2 separate regions of the Drosophila melanogaster genome follow, and region 1 is linked to region 2. A link is a contact called in public Hi-C data. All regions are on one chromosome and are shown on one strand. The core of a region is the stretch at or near the end of the contact, and the rest is flanking DNA. Distances in the headings are between cores, read along the strand shown.

Evidence for each region. A called contact is a pair of places that touch in the nucleus more often than the background predicts.
Region 1: a Hi-C map of the Kc167 cell line shows a contact between it and region 2, with 2.7 times the contacts expected there. The contact joins the promoter of PpV here to the promoter of Rtel1 in region 2. A contact is called at or near these places in 7 of 107 Hi-C or Micro-C datasets (the Kc167 cell line, the S2 cell line, cellular blastoderm embryo and 3 more).

The regions. Positions count from the first base shown.
Region 1 is chrX:6,368,549-6,375,919 of dm6, reverse strand. PpV (Protein phosphatase V) reads left to right here and starts at 3,005. Exons shown (of 3, transcript NM_078506.3): 1 at 3,005-3,268; 2 at 3,357-3,644; 3 at 3,733-4,855. The coding sequence starts at 3,104. The coding sequence ends at 4,191. It overlaps Marf (Mitochondrial assembly regulatory factor), which reads right to left. Exons shown (of 8, transcript NM_206635.3): 5 at 6,468-7,371; 6 at 6,228-6,398; 7 at 5,931-6,127; 8 at 4,996-5,861. The coding sequence ends at 5,660. It overlaps lncRNA:CR44816 (long non-coding RNA:CR44816), which reads left to right and starts at 4,894. Exons shown (of 1, transcript NR_123812.1): 1 at 4,894-5,342.
Region 2 is chrX:5,744,939-5,752,409 of dm6, reverse strand. It overlaps Rtel1 (Regulator of telomere elongation helicase 1), which reads right to left and starts at 4,663. Exons shown (of 7, transcript NM_001272333.1): 1 at 3,492-4,663; 2 at 2,869-3,416; 3 at 2,010-2,673; 4 at 1,806-1,948; 5 at 1,432-1,561; 6 at 1,137-1,346; 7 at 333-1,068. The coding sequence starts at 4,541. The coding sequence ends at 856. It overlaps IntS6 (Integrator 6), which reads left to right and starts at 5,156. Exons shown (of 2, transcript NM_132025.3): 1 at 5,156-5,638. It overlaps CG15772, which reads right to left and starts at 161. Exons shown (of 2, transcript NM_001297978.1): 1 at 1-161.

The DNA.
Region 1 (7,371 bases), core at 1,756-4,255, 630 kb before region 2:
AAAAAAGAAGGCATGCAAATCTGCAGAATTAAAGTTGCACATTCTACATGCCTTGAAAACTAACCTTGCTGCTTTAGCACATGGAAATATATTAAAGTACAGCAACAAATAACTATTTTTTCATTTTTCAGATATTTGTTCAGTGCTCTGCTGACTAATTAAGCCCAGATTTCTTACAGTGCAGTAGCATTAAATACTGGCTGGTTGGCTGGGTGGTTAAGTGGGTGGTTAAGTGGGTGGTGGGCTGTGGCAGATAATTTAAAGCAAGTCGCCAGTGCCGGCGACTCCATTCCAGAGTTCTGCGATTCCGAATGCTCGACCGCTGCGCCTCCAAGTAGCCGAATGGCAACTGTTGATAATGATGATGGAGATCCAGTTGATGGAGATGTAGGTGGGTATGCCGTCGACACGCTTACGCCACGGGATACAGTGAAGCCTGAAGCCGTGAGACGACCTTCAGCGACCACTGCACTTTTACACTGAAATCAATCAACTATGCAATTGCAATCACTAGTTAGTTTGATTGAATTTCATTTGCAATTCATTCGAAAAACGCAAGATTTTCAACTTCAGAAGTCAAATTAATTGTTGTCGATGGAAAAGTAAGCGTAAGCATATTTAAACTCCACTTCTTCAAATTCCATTTAGTTTTTCTAGGGTTGTAAATATGTGCCTCATTTGCTTTGATAACTTAAATCCTATTTAATTAGCCATTTATTGCACACATCATTGCAACGCTCCATTAGTGCGTTAACGTTATGACAAAGTGACCTCCGATTCGGTCAGCTGGACATCCTTTGGCCCCAAGTTGCGGCCAGGAGTCGCTGATGGCTGAGGTTGATTTAAATGTTGATGCAACTGTGGGCGGACTGTGGGCTCCTTGAGGTCGCTGGATGCGCACACGCGCGTGAATCAAACGGCACAGGTGGGTAGTTGGTTGGGTGGTTGGGCGGCAGTCCTGCTTGTCTTCTTCCGCTGTGCGTGTGCGTGTGTGTGTGTGTGTGTGTTTATACACGCGGTAATTAATTTTATTTAATTTTCGACGACAATCCAAGCGACAAGAGCAAGGGCAGCCAAAAAGCCGTCAGAGAAATGAGACAAGCAGCGCAAGATAAAAACAAAAAAATAAGATGAGAAGGGGGCGTGGCCGGAGTGGCACAGGAAAAAACAAGTTAACAAAACGTCAACAATGGCGAAGAAGAGGAGAAAAGCCGGCTAAAATGAGCAGCGCGGCCAAAGAAGGCGGACAATGCCAAAAATATAAAATGACCCACAACTGTTGGTCATTTATCGCTTGCTCTCAATGTTTTTTTTTTTTTCCGCTGACTGCACACAGCAGGAAAATATTGAAAATACCATTCAAATAGCCGAAGGTGTAATAATCTTTTTGCGTTTAATTGAGAATACAAAAAAAAAAACTCTGTGAGCCGAGGAATTTGTTAAAATATGAAGTCCAAGACTTTTTTTTTTTTAACCGATTGTTCGAAACTCTAGAATTTTTGGCACCGTGTTTGCAGCAAGATAAAGCCAAGAGGCTGTCCGCTGTCCGTTGTCCTTGTTCCGCCGTCCGTGTCCTTTGCGTCCGTGCAGGGGGCACATAATTATCAGCCACATCAGCCGCAGACGACAGGACTTTGACTTTTAGAGGGCGAGCGGAATTGGCGAAACGTAACGAAACGAAGTAAGAAAACAAGTTTAACTTAATTGTCAACATTGTGCCAGGCGGACACAAACAGCGACATACAGAGCGGCAAGGACAATGGAAGGATGCGAGCGGATTGGGGCCAGCATTGGGGGGGCAGGATGGCTGGATGGCTGAATGGAAAGCACTGGCAAGATGGCCAAAAGAGCACAAAAAGCAGCTGGGAGAACAAGCCCAAGTTGAATACCAAAACGGAAGGGCATAAAGTAACGCCACTAATGATGGAGCACGACATCTTCGCCGGGGGGAGAAAGAGAGAGTAAGAGAGTGAGAGTGATAGAGAGGAACGGAGAGTAGGTGGCAGAAAGAGATGGGTGGCGAGCACAACAGTTTCGATTTGCAAAACTAAAAGATATTGCATTTAATTCGATTCCACAATTAAATGCGAATACAAACAATTAATTCAATTATTTTCTATGAATATATGCTTAGCATCCTAACTTTGAATAAATTGCATATATTTTGTGCTTCGAAACCCGTGAAACGTTCATTTTTTTTTTTTTTTTTACCAATTTCCCTTGATTCGCGAATTGTCACCTTTATGGCACGTTTATTTTCCCAACTTCAGATCCAGCGAATGCGAAAAGTAAATGAAAGAAGCCAACACAATCAAATGGCAGCGTGCTAATGAGACTCTAAACAAGCTGCAGGGCCATTAACCCATGTGCCACCCCGTGCCGAAAAACGCATGCCAGCACGCTTCTCATAACCCTTAACACTTGCTGCCCGGAAAAATGAGCGGAGCTGCAAAACAAACAGCGAACAAGTAGCGTGGCGTGCGATGGCAATAAAATCTAAGAGCGTGATTATTTTCAACAAGCCAAAGAAAATATATATGTATATATATGTAAATGGGTTTGGGTTAAAAAATAAACGGATTTAAAAAGCTTTCATTGCGGACTAATTATGATTTGTGGCGGCTAAAGGCTAATTGCAACTAATTTCGCTTGCCTCCACAAAACCAAAGAAAACAATACAGAAAAACACAAAATCGACCGCCAAAGTAATTAAATATTTTGAATTTGAATTCAAATGTGTTAGCTATCGATAACATGTGACATTCTCGCTACGCAGTGTGTACACACCAAGTATACAGTTCTAATAAGAACGTCCCATGCGACTGGTGCTTGCATCGGCTAAACAAAAAATTGATGCACCATTTATCGATGGAAAACAAAAGCAAATAAAATACTCAACAATAGTATTTAAAATAAAAAGAATAGAAGAAACTTTAGATCAATTTTTTAGTACTCTAACCGTGGGCAGCAGTATAACCGTTGCTCGATAACCATTGAACACCAGCCAGTGTGACCGTAGGTGCGCAGATGGACGTGCAACCAATACTTATTTATTAACTTGTTTTAAGGCGATTTACCGTGGATTTCACAGGCAGCGGGCATCATGGGCGACGTGGACAAGTGGATAGAAGACGTGAAGAAATGCAAGTACCTGCCGGAGAACGAGCTGAAGAAGCTATGCGAGATGGTCTGCGATATCCTCCTGGAGGAGACGAACATCCTGCCCGTGAGCACGCCCGTCACCGTTTGCGGTGACATCCATGGCCAGGTAAGCGGTCATCTCCTCCGTCTTCGTCTCCTACGTCATTGCAATGTCCACTAACGCAATGCCATCGCACTCCACCCCCAAATTGCAGTTCTACGACCTGGAGCAGCTGTTCCGCACTGGAGGCCAGGTGCCGCATACCAACTACATATTCATGGGCGACTTCGTGGACAGGGGCTACTACTCGCTGGAGACATTCACCAGACTGCTCACGCTGAAGGCGCGCTATCCCAGCCGGATCACCCTGCTGCGCGGCAACCACGAAACGCGGCAGATCACCAAGGTGTACGGATTCTTTGACGAGTGCTTCAGCAAGTACGGCAATGCCAATGGCTGGAAATACTGCTGCAAGGTCTTCGATTTGCTTACCATCGCTGCCGTGAGTTGAACTATGGGATACTTCATGTGGACAACACCCTTTTAATCATTTACATATATGTTTACCCCACTGCCCCTAATGTACACAGATCATCGACGAGGAGGTGTTGTGCGTGCACGGTGGCCTGAGTCCCGAGATCATTACACTGGACCAGATCAGGACGATCGATCGCAACGGCGAGATACCGTACAAGGGTGCCTTCTGCGATCTGGTGTGGTCCGATCCCGAGGACATGGAGTACTGGGGCCAGAGTCCGCGCGGCGCTGGCTGGCTGTTTGGCCACAATGTGACCAAGGACTTTATGGCGATCAATAATCTGAACCTCATATGCCGAGCACATCAGCTGGTCAACGAGGGCATCAAGTATATGTTTGATGGCAAACTGGTGACCGTGTGGTCGGCGCCAAACTATTGCTATCGCTGCGGCAACGTTGCCGCCATTCTTAGCTTCGAAACGGCGGAGAAGCGGCAGACGAAGATCTTCCTGGCTGTTCCGGATGCGGAGCGTGTGATACCCAAGCAGAACACAACGCCCTACTTCCTGTAAAACGTTCTGATGTGATGCGATGTGAAGTGATGCAACGCAATACTATACCACATACCATACCACATACCGATCCAATACGATCCGCCCACTGTTCCGGCATCGTGGCTAATAATCATATACGCTTGTGGAGAGCAGAGCGGAGTGCAGCCTTCGACTGACTGATCCGTTTCATTTGACCACCCATGAACTCAACGCCTTAAACTCAAAACGTGCGCAACGAGCACCCCAAGCATAGCAAACACTCAGAACAGCAAACACAAGCCACACACACCACACACACACCTGTAACTTGTAATTTTCGTCTCTTTTTTTGTATGGCAAAAACACATATCTAATTCTTAAGAGCACAGTTAAAAAAAAACTTTGTTATTAGTTTCCGGCAAGTCCAAAGAGAGGGGAACACGTGAATTGATTTCTTTAAGTTGTATATCCAAGTATTGTATTTACTGATAACGGATGCTAATGGAAGCAAGAAGTATATAGAGATTCACTTTGTTATTTTGTATTCCAAACCTACATATTTATTTCTGTGAACAAACACAAAAATCATATACTTTGTACATTTTGTATTAGTAATGCTTTGAAGGAAATAAGAATAACTAAGAATAACCCAATTGTGTGATCCCGATCAAAACGATATGATTAAAACAAAAAAGACAATTCGAAATGCGTTGTCCGGTAATCAGTGGGAAAAACCAGGTGTCCCTTATTCCGCTCCCAAAATGTCCATCATCCGTCTCTGTCGTTTTCGCGACACGGCTCCGATATTCAAAGTTCCACTGAAATAATTTCGATTATGAGTTTCTTACATAAATATCATTTATTTCGTTTCGTTTTCGTTCATGAATCATTCTCATTCTCATGCTTTGCAACATCTCAACAATTGTGTTTTCATATATATTGGTTTGCTTTGCCCCAACATTTATTCTAGCGTCCCAACTCAAAAACAAATATGTATAAGTACTAGACTTTCTATTAGGGGCGAAAAAGAGGTAAATAAGTGAGTGACTTTCGCATTCTGGGGTCGGTCATCATCATGTGGCATTCATAATTCCTCGCAACTTGCTTTTCCATGGCACCTGGCCATGCTCACAGTGTTTTGGATACTTCTCTATTTGTATATATATATACGCGTGCGTTTCCGGGTCAACAATTACAAAAAAAAGAAAACTAAATAATCACACTAGCAGAGTAGTGCATGTTAGGAATTAAAAGAATTCTCAACAACAACAACGATTTGTTTAAACGATAGAGAATAAAGAGGTTCCAATCGATTGGCTCATATCATGCATTTTCTTACAAAAAAAATAAAATAAAAGAGGAGAGAAAAACTGAGAGTTGAGCAGCAAATACGTGGTGCATTAATGTTGTTGTAGTCGTTTGGGTGTTTGTCTTCGCCTGATTTCTATGATCATCCACATTCTGGTTAGTGTTTTGCCCCACGGTCAGCCAACCCACTACTGTTCCACTACTGCGGCGATATATAGTTGTGCTCGAAGATGTCCAGCTCGTTCTGTATGTAGTTGGCCTTGTTGCGAAGCAGCTTCAATTGCTTCTGGTTCGCCTCCAGGATGTTCAGCTGCGAGTCCAGCGTCTTGAGCTCATCATTCATGTCCGTGGTGGCGGTATCAACCGTGCGGCACAAACGGGCAAAGGTGCTCGACAATTCCCTGTTGAGATGTGACAGAGAATATTCGATAAGTGATCAGCGATTCAGACGCTAAGGGATCAATACTCACTGCTGCACTTGGTGGCTGCAGTTGGCCGAGGTGAGGTCGACAATCATCTTGAGCTTCTTGGTGGCATGGCGCACGTACTGCGACTTGAACGTTCGCTCCTTGGCTGAATTTGTCCACGAGAGGCGCTCGTACAGGTAGATGCAGCCGTAGAGGGCACCCACGCCCACCAGGACACGCCAGCCGATAGTTTTCAGCATCTGCAAGTGGTTTGATTTCATCACATAGCTATGCACTATCACCTGCTTGGTCGTTGGTAAGGACAAGAGGTGTTATGATAATTTAACCGTTAACACTTACGACACCGGCTACGACGAGACCACCAACGGTGCCCTGCGATCCAATGGAGGACACCGCGAAGCGTGAGATCAACGACAGCTGCTCGGGCGTAATGCCAGCCACAACGGGAGCGGGCAGCAGGCACACAGGAGTGGCTTCCACGGGCGTCGTGGTCGGCGTCGATACGCTGTGCTGTGAACGAGATTCGATGGCAGAGATATAGTAAAGGTGGTGCAACACAACTATACTGTAGAAACTCACTCCAATACTGCTCTGTCGATTGACCAGCGCCGGCTGGCCCTTCTTGCTGCGCTCGCGCACCTTGCCGGTGAAGCGCTGGATCATCGCCGCAATGCCCCAGCTGAACTTAAACTCCAGATCCTCCTGGAAGTCGGCGCAGAGGTTCTGGCAATTCAGTGAGTAGAGCATCTCGAAGGGCTGCGTGCGCACCACCATCTTGGTGCTGGTGGCCAGGAGCTGCTCGTTGGGCACCAGGGCGTGCATGCGATCGGTCATCTCCGTCTGGGCGGACTCGACGTTCATGGCCAGGGCCATGGATAGGCGGGCGCGCAGATTGCTGCCCAGGCCGCTCTCCACATGGGCATTCAATTCCTTTTTGTAGATGTTCAGCACCAAACGCTCCGGATGGAAGGGCATATTGAACTCGTCAATGAGTACGCCCAGGCGCCAGATCTCCTCGTTCAGCGCCTTTGACACCTTCTCCTCCACCTCCTCGACCATGTTGTGGATCTTCATCTTCATTTCCCGCGTAACCTGCATCATCTGCGTCTCTGTGCCCTGGATGCGTTCGGTGAGCAGGTTCTTCTGGTCCTGCTTCAGATTGCGGAATATGGTGATCCGCTCGTAAATGTTGTCCAACATTGATTTCATGTCACCCGAAACACTCTTGCCGCGCGAACTGTGCTGCTGGAACTTTGTTTTCACAGCACTCTGCGAGATGCACTCCTCGAACTTGCGCTCGAAGTCCTGGAACTCGAAGTAGCGTATCTGAAAGCCCTCGGCAATGGCACCCATGTGCGGCGGATTGCCCTTGGCCTCCTCGATGCGCGCCTGCAGCGTTTCCCTGGCGGAAACGAAGAATACCCTTTCGGCCGCCTCCTTCTCGTTGCTCACCTTTAGCTCCTTGGTGAGGAAGTCGATGCAG
Region 2 (7,471 bases), core at 3,414-5,913:
TGGATGTGCATATAGGGACTCGGCCCGTTTGGCAATGAACTTATTGGATGCGTTCTGCGCTGGCTGCGGTTCGCAGATTTGTTACCAAGCGGGCTGCCAACTCTAAAATGTATGCCCCCCAAGCGGTAGATTAAAAAATAAATGTGAAAAACATATATGTAAGCAGTCTACAAAAAAGTAATTTTATGTTTTTAAGACAAGAACTTAAAAGTCTTAGCATTAGTCAATTTCCTATGATATCTTATCTATTTATCATGCTTAAAAATATATAAAATAAACATATATTGTACATATATATATATTATTATACAAATTGAGTTCATATTTAAATACGATATGTAAGATTTGAAGAGTTTTCGAGCACCCTGTTCTATTCGCCTTTGATTTGATTGAAAGCTTATTAAAGCTCATCAGCTTATCAGCAAACGAAATCGAAGTTTGATGCACATAAAAGTGGTATTAAATTTCCAATAAAGGTAGACTGTTGATTTAAGTCAACCTTGAGCGGTAAATAAATAAACAGATTGGGAAAACATAATGCACATAATGCAAACGGTTTTGAGTAACTGCATTTGCATTTAATATGACCCCACATTTTCCCACAAAGCTATAAACAATATCATGATTAACGTATAATTTTTAATAGTAATAAACATCCGTACAGAGAAATTCAAAATGCATGTACAACAATGCATAGCATTGTTAATAATATATATTCTTAGGAGAATTAGACGCGCCCCACTAAATACAATCAGAAAATTACAGCCAATGTCAATAAATTTGAAAAAAAAAAAATAACATATCCTTGGGACGACTAAACTTGAAAACTCTTTTACATAGTCACCTAACCCTTTGTTAAAGATTGCCCACCCTACGATCAAACTCGTCCTTGTGCTCGTTCTTTAGATACTTCCGCATCCCGACGAGCATGTAGCGCACTTTGGGTGCGGACAGGACATCCAGGAGTATGGCCATCAGGGCCTGAAAGCTCTCATAGGTGCCATTCTTGTACTCCAGCAGCGCCTTGCCAAAGCGGCGGAATTGATCTTGGGTGACCAGGCTGCGTAGCTGCAATTCAAGGTAAATTAATTAGTAGTAGTAGTAGTAGTATGGAAGAAGTCTCGAAGGTATCTCACCTCCCGGAGAAACGCGGCCCTTTCCTCGGGTGCCTCCTTAGCCTGCGAACTACTTGGCTCCACCTTGATGTTCTCCACCAACTTGTATCGCTTTTTGGTCACCTGGCTGGAGGATTCCGGCGCCGTTGGTGAGCTTCGCTCCCGCTTGTGAATCTTCACCAGACCAGAGGAGCCACTTTTACTATCTGTGCAGCAGTTGAAATCGATACTCTGGGAAAGGGGCAAAACAAGAACAAGTCCTAAAGAACTAAATAAACACAGTGTAATAATAGATTCATGGGAATCTCGTGTTTACCGAGACATTTGAGTCCAGTCGACTCATAAAGTCCATGGCATTCGGCGCCGCACCACCCAATTTATGTCCAGCGGCACTCGCATAATCGGCGGGTGTCCATGTCTTGATGGAATTGGCCATCTCCACTTTGCTACAAAGAAAAATAATAAATATTTCAAAGTGTCAATACCAGGAGAAAGGCAAACGAAAGTTTATTTACCCTGGCAGTGATGACAAAAGGCCACTGGAAATGGCTTACAGCATTTCACTTTAGCTATGACAAATCTCAAAAATTGTACTCAAGACTACTTAAATCCGATTAAGGATTTGCTATTAATAATTGTAATACAATCTATACAGCTGATAAGGTTGATCTTAGATCGCAGGTTACGTACATTGCGGATTCATTGGCTGATTTGAAGGTGGCATTGGAGCCAGGCTCCCGTTTCACTTTTGGAATGGCGGCTAGTGGTTCATCCTCTGTCTTGCAGACGGTTTCCAAAGGCGAATCGGTTTCCCTTTCATCCGGTAGTTTCATCTGAAGTTTTGAAAGAATTGTATTACAATTGCTGAAAAACGCATAAACATCATGAGCTTACATTCGCTTCGGCGTTCTTAAAGAACTGACGCAGTTCCCGGACGATAGGACCAAAGGGTGAGCACTGTGGCCGGTCGCCCAGGTGACCCCGAATCCATTTGGATAGCTGCTGGACCTGTGAGGCGTCCTTAAATCGCGAGTCGCAAAGCAGAATGGCACCATAATCGTTGCGATGCCGAATCACACGACCGATGGCTTGATTGACTGCCCTCGTGGCATCTAGATTGTACCATTCCTGCCCACTTAACAGCTGATTCTCACGAGTCCGATTCGCCTCCAGGTAGCGACGTTTCAGTATCACCTTGGGATCCTTTAGCGGTGGGAATGGCAGACCAGTAATAATCACCGCGCGGCCATTGCGATCAGCAAAGTCCAGACCTTCGGAGACTTTGCCGCGACAAACAGCCATGAATACGGCACCCTTGGAGTCGCGTATCGCCTGGTAGAACTCTTCCATCGTGCTGGTGAACTGGTCCTTGCTGCGCGGCTCCAGAAAAATCGGTTTCTTGCACGATATGTCCGCCCACAAACCACTGGCCTGCCACGCGTCCACGCACTTGTTCAACATGGGATACGATGGGAAAAAGACAAGGAGGCCGTCGGGCACTATACGCGCTACATTCAGAATCGTCTGTCCCAGGGAGCTGATGTACTTTGGATTATCACTGCAGAAGAACAAAGGTGGCAGATAAAACATGTTTGTTTAGTTTGTATAACATTAAGAAATTGATACGTTGGCATTTCGTAATGTTATGAGATAGTTCACCTGCCACAGAACTGAGTTATGTTTGGCCCAACTTGTTTATTTACTCATGGTATTGGCCATAAACAAATAAGCTTGTGGTGTGAAAAATGCTTACCGGTTCGCATAGTTCGATATCAGTTGCTGCCGATCGGGTCCGGTGCCGATGATCTTGACATAAACCTGCGACTGGTCGACGATGTGCGGATTCTCCAGATGCTGGGCCACCGGAATGGCAAGCTCGGCGATTAGCGGCTTGAGGGGAGCTAGTGTGCCGCTGGTCAGGATTACGCTGCGCACTTGGGTGTTGAGCAGTTGCTCCATTCCGAAGCCAGGATTGAAGCACCAGAAGTTAATGATTTTTGCGACCTTGCTTAAGCCAGTCGCTGCTGCAATCGTTCCCTTGCCAAGCCAACCGCCCTGCTGTTTAGCACCCTGCTGCTTACCGTGTCCCTGCTTGGACTCCTCCACCAGGACATGCACTTTGAAGCTTGCGTACACCTTGCTCATCACATCCTCCTTGTTGGCAAACACAATGGTCAGTAGATCGCTAAGCAACGTGAAGGTGCCGCCCTTGCGGATGCTCATCTGCTGGGAGGCCACTAGGAGGTATTGCACCAGTTTGTCCAGCAGGGATACTATCGTTGCAACGTTGCCGTAGGTGAACTACAATAAAGGAAGTTACATTTTTAAATAGGCATTCTTTTAAAAACATTTCCGATAAGATTTAGTGCATCTTACATTCGCCTTGCCAAGCAGTTCGTACATCATGGAGGCGGGAAAGGTAGTTCCATCGACGGCGTTGTCCACAACGATGGCATCGATGGCCTTTTCGAGCTCGAGCAGCATCTCCTTGAGCAGTGTAAGGTCGTCCAGTGTGAAGTCCTTTGGCTCATCTCCAGCCATATCCTGCGACTCGCCGCTCGCAAAGACTTGCATGATATGCGTGACGTCCTCGATGGCCATGGCCACATCAGAGGACTTAATCTGCACCGAAGCGGACTCCTCGCAGATCTTCTCGATGTTGTGGGCCTCATCCAGGATCACAATAGTGTTGCCCAGTTCGATTTTGTTGGCCTTGCGAGCCTTGGGATCGAGTAGATAATTGTAGGGCATGAAGGTGATATCCGCCTGGGGAACCAACTCCCGAGACGCGAAGTAGGGACAGATCTTGAGTCGCTGGCCCACCTTGACCAGGTCCTCAATGTCCATGATGGTGGGTCCGCGCAAATCGGGATGATCCTTTCGCGACTCAACGCGCATTTGAAATGAACAGGTCTTGGAGTGCACCCGTAGCTTGCACATGTTGGTCTTGTTGGAGTTGCCCTGCTCCCGCATGACCTCCGGATGAATGCATAGCTGATCGCGGGAGCCCAGAACCACGGATCTCATGTTAGCGTACGCTGTCCTCTTGAGTTCCCGCATCGCCTGCGTCAATTGGGAGTGGGTGCGCGAGGCGTAGATGACCTTGGGCACGCCCCAGTTATTCGCACGACCCATGGTCTTGGCCAGCTCGGACAGGTCTCCCCCAGGTGCTCCGCCTCCAAGACCCGAAAAATCTGCCTTCTCCATCTTAACCATCTGCTTTTGGTGCTCCGATTGCCTGGTGCGGATCCAGGCCAAGGATGAGCACAGCAAGCTTAGGGTCTTGCCCGTGCCGGTTGGCGATTCCAGGACTCCATTCGTGCCATCGCGGAGACAATGGATCACCTTCTCCATGTACGCCCGTTGAACCGGGTACGGCTCGAACGGAAAGTGCACCGGAATGCCGGCGATCAGGCTCTCCGGCATTATTCTTAATAATACTATTTATTTACTTGTTTACGCGCCAAATCGGAGTGAACATGTGTTCGTTGGTCGATAACAATAAATGTCTGTGTAGGTGGTCAGTTATCGCTATCGATAGAGTACAGTGGACCCTGATTAAGTAATTTTATAGCGTTATCTTGAACTCCGAGTCAAATGTTTACAACTTGCATGTCAAACCCTGCGTAGTTTATTTTAAACGTAATAGTAGTACTAATCACCACCCAAAGTGCTGCAATCGTGTTTATGGTACCTTATGGATAATAGTAACTGAAACTTATAAACTTATTAGCATTGGAGGGAATACTGTAGTTGTGATTCTGTTTATTTGGATCAAAGATTAACGATATAACATTTTAAGTGAATGTTATGGATTATACCAAACTAATGAACTAATGGCATTCAAGATTAAATGTGCAGCATACATATAAATCCCCTAACAAGGTAAGTAAATATTTGACATCAATTATTACAAACTCAGTTAATTCAACCACAAATCCATTTATCGTGACCCCTTCGCTCGGCTTTTCCGAATCGCCGCGATACGGCCCCACTGATTTGGCGCTTCTCGGCCACACCAAAAAAACACAGAACGGCATCAAATCATTCGAACTTTGAGAACGGTAGTGTTGTGTTGTTATTGCTCGGCAGCAAAGTAAAATCCGAAGAGAAGCGAGTCGAACAAGAGAAGAAGAAGCGCAGGAGTGGACGACAGCAATGCAACAACAGTGACGAGGCGCCAGTGTGCAAAAGTATGTGTGCGAGTGCGTGTAAGCAACAACTCCCCGATACAAACCTACGAGCGAGAGGGGGACGGCGATAGCGACGGTCGTTCGGTCGGTCGGTCCGACCGCTAGTCGCGTCTGTCGGTCGTTCTCGCCTATGCACCTCGGCGGCAGAGCGAAAGAGAGCGCACTCTGGCTGTGTGTGTGCGTGTGTGTTCTCGCTCTCTCGCGCGGTGGTGATAAATTTCTGTTGGCACAAAGTAAAAATATAACAGAATAAAAAATCGTGGCGCGGCATATAGAAGCTAATCGAAAATTATTGCGAGTATTGGGTGGAGGAGAAACATTCCTCTTCTTGTGAGTGCGTTTTTGTTTTAGTTATTCTTTTTTTTTTTTTTTTTGGCCGGAAACTCTCACTCGAAGATGCTGCCGGTGTAGTTGTGTATGAATGTTGTACCATTTTTTTTTTTTTTGAGATAGAAAATTTAGATCTAAAATATTAACCATGCGATCCTTAGAATCGCACTTTTAAAATATGTCCACACATTTTCAAATTCGAAAGCTTTGGCGGGCTGTCGATGGGCGGGCGCTTGCAACTCTGGCGATAACGATTACCGTGCCGATAACGCGGCTGCACTAATCAGCATTATCACATGCAAATTAAGGTCATCCAAATGAAAAATGACCACCAATCAAAGGCCCTGCACCCCTTTGCCGCCCCCCATTTATGCGAAACAACTAGAAAAAGTGTGTTTATTTCTTCACCGTTTTTCGAGCTCTGACAACCCTGCCGCTGCTGCATAAGTGAATTCCGACAAAGAGCCGTGTCATTTTGTTGGCCAAAACATCGCTGCGCCGAGATTAATTAGACGGAAAAAACTCGATTACTTGAAGTGCTCGGCCCTATATCGTTTTGGTTTAAACGTGTGTGTGAGCTTTGTGGATTGCCATCAAACACAATAGGCCGACTCGTCCCCCGCAGCCACCCGTACCATTCCAACACGTCGGAGCAGGGTTGCCAGATCAACGATAAATCACACACCGCTCGTTTAATACGAATTTTGTGTTGTTTTTACTTAAGACAAAATTTGTGAAACTTAATAGATATATTTTAATTTCCGCTCAACGTTATACCTGTCCGAAGTGGGGGTATCTGGCAACTACACCGAGCCGCGTGTGTGCGAATGTGTGTGTGCATGTCCATGTGCGCGAGTGTGCGTATGTGTTTGCGCTCTTATTCAAATAGAAATTGAATGTTTTGCACTCGAATTCAAGACAATTACGGCTCCTCCGGTAAAAACACATTTAGACTGGCTGACCTAATTTAAGGTGTAAGGATGTGGGTTACGCCTGCGATCGCCGAGTGATCGTTATCGTTATCCCGGCTTTGGTTAATCGCATTCCTCCTTCTCCTCCCCCTGGCATCGGCATCCACCACATCCCAACCCCCTTTCTCATTTTTCTCCTCCATCGCCCCTTCTTCGGCAGGCCATCTCCCTCGCTCTCCATCAGAGATGCGTAGGTCGTGCTCCCTCGCACACACACTCACGATCGTGAGCTTGGTCATTGTGTAATCGATTTACGGTTACCTTTTACCTCAACTCGAGATGGTGGGAGCAGTAATCTACTTTGTTAATAGGGGCAGCGAATATCACGCAATATAACAAAGTGTAAGGATATCGAAACTAAACACTAATTTGTGTAATGGTACACTTCAGATAGAAAATAGAGAACCATTTAAAGATCAATCTCTTTGGCACCTGCGTTATAATGACTACTTGTTACCTAGTTTAAAACTTCTACATATGAATCTAACTCATTTATTATTTTGAATATACGACAAGTACGACAATTATAAATATTATTGCTTAGTACTAGACTTCGTATTGTTTTTGGCAAAGCCAAAGCTATTCACACGCGTGTCGCCCACCTGGCTCACGTTGCCATCTCTAGGCGACGCCAGCAGAGCGTTGTAGTGGTGGCAGTGGCGTCGAGTGAATGACTCCGTAGTGGGGCATCAATAGAAAGAGAAGAAGGAACGAGTTAGATGGAGCGAGGAGGAGATGCAGAGGAGGCATAATGGCCAGTGAGTGAAGCGGAGTGGATTTGGATTTGTGTCAAAGCGATTTTCCCCAACATAAATATTTAGCTCTCTAGGACCAACGGCCGACCCCCTGGGAATTAAATTCC